Linked DNA regions of Zea mays: region 1 is linked to region 2. Evidence: chromatin contacts called from public HiChIP or PLAC-seq data. All regions are on one chromosome and are shown on one strand. The core of a region is the stretch at or near the end of the contact, and the rest is flanking DNA. Distances in the headings are between cores, read along the strand shown.

Evidence for each region. HiChIP or PLAC-seq counts read pairs in DNA pulled down with a chosen protein or histone mark.
Region 1: an H3K4me3 HiChIP or PLAC-seq map of leaf shows a contact between it and region 2, with 7 times the contacts expected there. The contact joins the promoter of LOC541691 here to the promoter of LOC100278423 in region 2. A contact is called at or near these places in 11 of 25 Hi-C or Micro-C datasets (bundle sheath, ear, leaf and 3 more) and 1 of 3 datasets of contacts at active chromatin or transcription factors (leaf).

What each region holds. Positions count from the first base shown.
Region 1 is chr10:76,713,217-76,716,575 of Zm-B73-REFERENCE-NAM-5.0, forward strand. LOC541691 (RNA polymerase sigma factor sigA) reads right to left here and starts at 1,914. Exons shown (of 10, transcript NM_001319762.1): 1 at 1,801-1,914; 2 at 780-1,460; 3 at 227-425; 4 at 1-35. The coding sequence starts at 1,432.
Region 2 is chr10:76,280,283-76,283,375 of Zm-B73-REFERENCE-NAM-5.0, forward strand. It overlaps LOC100278423 (Nuclear factor 1 A-type), which reads right to left and starts at 1,452. Exons shown (of 3, transcript NM_001313771.1): 1 at 965-1,452.

The sequences.
Region 1 (3,359 bases), core at 664-3,163, 430 kb after region 2:
TTCTCGATCCCACGGAGCAGCCCTATCAGACCACCCTGCAGCATGCGATGAACACATTGCATTTCAACAATTTCAGAGGTACACTAATTTACAGTGTGTACTACCTCCTCCGTTCTCGAATATTTGTCGCCGGCTAGTTCATTTTTGAACTAAAACGCGGCAAATAAACAAGAGCGGGGAGGGAGTAACATACAAATCAACTGACAGACACATATTATGCCATCACCTGAATAAGGTCTGGCAGCTCGACGCCGAGGTTGTCGTACTTCTGGGCAATGGATATCACCAGACGGGTGTTGCTCATCGCCAGCATCTCCCTCGCAAGAAACGACTCGCGCATCCTCGCTCGCAGCTCAGGAGCTGGTATCCGCAGCGATTGCGCCAGCTGCTTGTATGACGGCTCGTTGCCCAGTTTCTCCTTCAGCCTGAACCCGAAATTGGTTGGGGGCAACGGGGGATCAGCTAGAGGATCGGAATTCATTAGATACACTCAGTCTTCAACATGCATGTTGCAACTTTGATCACAACTACGTTACATGCAAGTTTTGAAGAAGAAGAAGAAAAACAATGAAAACTTGTAATGTGCGCGTACATTTCAGCTTAGTGAGTGAGTATTTTTTTAAGTGGGTCATGATATGATAAATATGCGTATCAATTTCTGGCCGGCTCATTCAATGTGACATGTAGCTATTACGCAAGCAAACGCTCTGGTTTTTGTGAGATACGATGTCAAATTTCTAATGCTGCGGACGTCGGTGCGTTTTGAACTGGGATTTTACTTGGATCTTTGGTGCTGAAGCCAGATGCCGTCCTTGATCTTCCTGGAGAGCTGGACGACCTGCTTGTGCGTGAGGAGGTCCTTGCTGACGGTGCCCCGGAGGTAGATGCGGTTCCGGCTCTGCATCAGCTCCGGGCTGACGGTGACGCTCTTCCGGCCAACGACAGCGCCCCGCCGCCGCCCGCTCATCCGCCGCTGCCGCGCCGAGACGCCCGACCGCGCCACCACCACCGTGGACCTCTCGTCCTCGTCCTCGTCCTCCGTGGAGGAGATGTCGTCCTCGAAGGGCAGCTCCCACTGCTTCTCGAGCATGGAGCGCTGCAGCAGCACGATGGCCTCCAGCGAGGACTCGAACTCGAACTTGGAGTCCAGCTCCGGAGCCGGGTCAGCCGGAGGAGGCGGGGCCAGCGCCGGCGCGGAGTGGTTCCTGAGCGCCCGGATGGCGTGCGCGCGCGCGTGGCCGGCGCCCCCGATGTTGGCCGGGGAGGAGGCGGAGGCGGAGGCGCGGTGCGCCACGACGGTGAGCTTGGGCGCCGCAGCGGCGAACTGCCGCGACGGGTACGCGTCCGGGGAAGCGAGCTCGGCGGAACCGAATGAGGTGGCCAGGAGGCGGTTGCCGGCGCTCAGCCCGATCACCGCCGGCGTTGCGGTCATGGCGTCCCGTTCACCGAACCTGCGCGACCTAGGCGGCGGAGGCAGCAAGGCGAATGATGAGGTAGAGTCCGCGGTACAACAGCAAGCAGCTGAAGTGCGCGCAGTAGCAACTAGCAAGCCGGCGGCGAGAAACTGAACTGAACTGGTGGTGAAACAAAGAAGACAAGTGGAGGCGGCGAAGCTATATATGGCCACCCCACGCCGGGAGAGAGAGGGGCTGACGAGGCGAGGAGAGAGAGAGAGAGAGAGAGAGAGAGAGAGAGAGAGAGAGAGAGAGAGAGAGAGAGAGAGAGAGAGAGAGAGAGAGAGGCGCTTGCTGGTCCGCTAGTGTTTTACTACGAGCAGGCGGGGACTGACGGAGGTGTTACCGCGCGCGGCATGGAGGTAGCCAGGTAGGAGCATTGCTCGCAGCCGGGAAGGGAGCTGAGAGGAGAGGATAGGGTGCGGGGAGCGAGAAGGCGCGAGGCCATTGCCCATTGGTGTGCGGAAGATATTGTGGCTGTCCCTCGTCGCTTTCCGCTGGGCTCGTCGTTGCTGCTGCGGTCGTGCATTCGCCACGAGATCGACCAGGGCGGCAGCAAAAAGATCGCGCTGCCTCCACGCGGCACGCCGACCACACGACGCCCATCGGGCTCGTCGTCCAGGCGCCTTGTGGCCTCGTCTTCCCCCTCGTGTGCCTTTTCTTCGATTCGTGGGCTGGTGGGGCGCCAAGGCTGACCAGCGGTGGCAGGCCTGCACAGTTCTTGATGTTCTCTCTCTCTCGTATTTTCGAAGAAACAGAAATTGTCAACAGATTTTTCTGTTCCAATGGAAATGGACACGGAAATCCGAAGAAGCCGCTCTACTCAAATCTCCTTTGGAATTGGGAGAATTCATGTTGTGCCATGCTATGTCGTCGGGCGGTTAATGGCACAATATAGATATAGCACAACATGGATGGGACTTCTTGAGCACGGGCGGTTAATGGCACAATATAGATATAGCACAACATGGATGGGACTTGTTGAGCACTAAATCGGGGCTAGACGGTCCGCGATTCGGACGATCCGCACTGGTGGTGCGGACGGTCCGTGGTCCGGATGGTCCGCACTGATGGTGCGGATGATCCGTGCGCGGAGAGCCAATTAGGGTTCTGAGTTTTGTGCTATGGTTGTTAGCTAAATTCGCGGGATTAACTCGGGAGATCAGTTTGTAACGGGTTCAGCCCCCTCCTCTATAAATATAGAGGATTACGGTCAATTAAAATCATCAATCGAATCAAATATCAAGTTATCTCGTATTTATTTCTTGTACATTTAGGAGTAGTTCTAGTCTAGTTCCACTTTAGCCTTCCAATCTCCAAATTCTCCGCTTCTCTTCGACTCTACGTCGATTAGAGGACTCTAGGTCGGCCTACCGAGCCTAGACAACACCTAGGATCTCTCCTCCTCGATGGGGTCCCTCCCGGGAGCGAGATCCAGGCGCCGCCGCGCGACCTTCGCCGCCCTTGCGCACACGCGGACCGTCCAACACGTCAGGCAGGGAACCCTAGCCCTGAGCCAGGTCGCGGACCGTCCGGCCCCTGGCCGCGGACCGTCCGCGCCTGTGCAGAGAGCACCGCCGCCGGTTCTCACGGAGTGATTGGCGCCTAAAAAGGGCACCAACACACTTTTTGGTGACTCCGCTAGGGAAGATTTCATATAGACCTATCGAGATTGGCCAAAGGATAGCTCTGTAGTTTCCACCAGCAATATCATCAAGCCGACATGGGAAACCTTGCCAGTTGAAGAACAACTCCTGTTCGAGGAGCGCCAGGAGCAGCTGATCCAGGAAGCAAAGGCGAAATTCCTAGCCGACTTCAAGGTGGACAGGAACAACAAAGTCGCGGCAACGGGCAACAGATCTGGCTTCGCTCCGACCTATTACGAATACCCCTAATGTAAGTAGC
Region 2 (3,093 bases), core at 202-2,701:
AGTTCTTGTTCTTCTGACCGCCATGCCCTCTGTATTATCTAGTGGCTAGTCTTCTGACCTCATTTCCATGGCCGGGCGTGACGGATCAAGATTCAGGAACAGAGAATGACTTCATCGGTTTCTTTCTTGTCTTGGACTCTTGGGTTCGTTCAGTTATTAATTCAACCCCATGTCGCATGTATAGGTCAGCAAAAAAAAAGATGAATTCTTTACTTCTAGCTCTTCTATCTCATCCATTTGTAAATCAACTCTAGATAGGAAGAACCAGAAGAGGCCATAGCTCCATAATTGAGGTGCTAGATTGGGGGAGAAATAGACTGGAAACAATCAAACAGAGTTGGTGTGAGTTCGTTACATCTTTGTTTTTTTCGTCCAAAACTTTATTGCTTGGTTGGAGGATTTGTTGGAATCGCAGGCCTTTTGATCCTCAAAGGACAAAAGGCAGGGGGGAGATAAAAAGAGACCAGAACCACCATGCAAAGGAGGACCAGAACAAAAGCAAAGCGTGTGCGAGTCCCGGTCAGACGAGGAAGAAGAGATGTGTTGCGCTGGCAACAACGCGGTCAGTCAGCCGTCTGCATGTGCCCCCCTTTCTTTTCTCCTTCCTCTTTCCATCCCTCTGATTGCTTTGCTTTTCTAGAACAAAATGAAGCAAAAGCCCAGACCCCCCCCCCCCCCCCCCCCCAATCACTCGTCCACTCCCCAGTTACAAATTAAAAAGTACTAGTCATCAAGAGTACATGCTTAACACAAGAAATTGATACTAGTATAGTAGTAGATACATGTATGTATATGCACATACACGCATGCTTCTATGTCTGAAAGTAGTAGGCATGTCTTGCTGTTTAGAACTGTATGTATGTAGATAGTAAGATAGACGCCAAATTTAAAAGGTTCTGTTCAGGTCTTCAGGAGCAACGGAAAGGAACTTAAACATATAGAACTGAATTGGACTGAAATTTACCTTTCTTATTTGTTGTAAAGAAGAAGAAGAAGTGTCTCCTTGTTGCTCTGCCCCTTGCCCCCACGCTCAAGAACACGAGTTCACGACGCCGAATCGCAAAGGGAGACGGAGGTGGACGACTCCGATCGATGGACGCACTCGCTCAGCTACTATAGCTGCTGCTTAGCGAGCAAGCTACACGCGGCAGCTCCGAGGCGGCACGGCGGCTGCAAAGCCCCAGCCATGGCTCTCCAGAGGCTCCGGAAGCGAGAGTTCATGGTGTGCAGGCCAGAGGCCGAACCGAGGGAGGCGGAGGAGGATGGATCGGCCGGTGCTGAGAACTCGACAAGGGAGAGCGGAGCGGGGAGGTGCGAGGAAGACGGCGGCGGCGACTACTTATACCCCCTGCTGCCGGCTGGCGCCAAATTTAGTCGCCGGTCTTGAGCTAAAGAAAGAGGATTAGGCGGGCCGAGCACGCAACGCGAGCTGATGATGTTGAGTTGATGGATGCTGTGGAGTGTCGCACGGGATGAGAGATGACGGCAGCGGAATGAGAGCCAGCTGGAGCGCACCGAGCCCCCACTTGCGGCCTCGCTTTCCGACAGCCTGGAACGACGGCGACCCACTCCGGCGAGGTCAGTCAACTAGTCCGCTCGCATTTTCGCACTGTATGCAGGGGCGGCCAGGATTATGGTATAGGAGGGGCGAGTAATTCATTAAATAATAAAAGGTGAAAAAATCTTAGAATATATACACATATACTAATTTAGTTTAACATTTTTTTATACATAGATAATAAATTAATAAAAAAAAGACTTGCATCATAAAATTGTATATTAAGTAACTTTAATCGAGATCAAAATAATTTGTTTCTATGTTGATTGGCCAAATCAAAAGCTTCGATTATGTCAGGAGATTTGATCATAGCTATCAATTTTATATTAATATAGATGATGAAGTAACTTCACATAAAGTCATCTCCTATTTTATTTTATAGATGTGTTTTGATAAGTTTTGTAGCTAAAAGGCTCTCTTAGTTGTTGTAGTTGAGACTCGAAGGGTAACCATTAATCTTAATAATCCGTAAACCATTTGATACATGAAACTTTTACACAATTTGACAAGGCTATTATCAAATCAACAAGTGATCGTAATGTATTTGGCTCTAGTTGGTTGTATAATAAAGGTGAAGCACCAAATTTGTCGTGCACACAACAACTATCTGGTGACAACTTTGAGCTGAATTCATCAATTTTATTACTTAGCGGCGAATTTGATGATTCAGAAATACGACAAATTTTTACTTGATAGAGAAATTTATCCATGTTTCATAAACAATATGGGATGGTTAGGGGGGCAAGGCCCCTGCCCCACCCCCTTGGCTTCGCCCCTGACTGTATGGATGTACATGTACCTGCAGTGTATGTATTGTAGCACTACAATCGGATTCCCGACGCAGGAATTTCCGAACAAGCTCGTGCTTGAGTAATTGAGTGTTTCACAGGCATGTGGGCCCTGTTTCTCTATTATTACTTTTGTTGTTGTTGTTGTTACTACCGGTACAATTGCTACCGCTATCCTTCACGAGCACGATCGGCGAACTATTCCTATGATTTGATTCTACATCATTTTTATTTCTATGGCCCGAACGATTGTGTTCGAGATGACATTTTAGCTATGAACCTGACTCAAACACAATCTTCTTAGGGGGATACTATATCCTAGTCCTAGATGCTACTTATTTTATAGCTCACCTTCTACAACACACACAAACCTGTCTCAGGCATCCGATTCCGATGCAATGATCAGTGAAAAATGTTGAAAACTATTCAAGTTGACACATCGAACAACAATGTTCGAGCCCTAGCTTCTTTAGGTATTGAACATGATAGGGCATCAATAGAGCTGCTTAAGACAATGTGCAATAGTTGATCTTAAATTTTGCCCCCCACATCCCAATATCATACCACACCAGTATTATCTCTCCTCCTATATCACTTCCATCTTCAACGGTTTCCCCTTAATCACAACCCTTCATCCACTATGCATAAATAAAATAATTTACATTTGGTCGTCGTACACCATCCACCTCCTCCTTCCCGGCTTTCCCCATCATCTTCTATGAACAAAGCAAGATAGTGTGCCCTCTG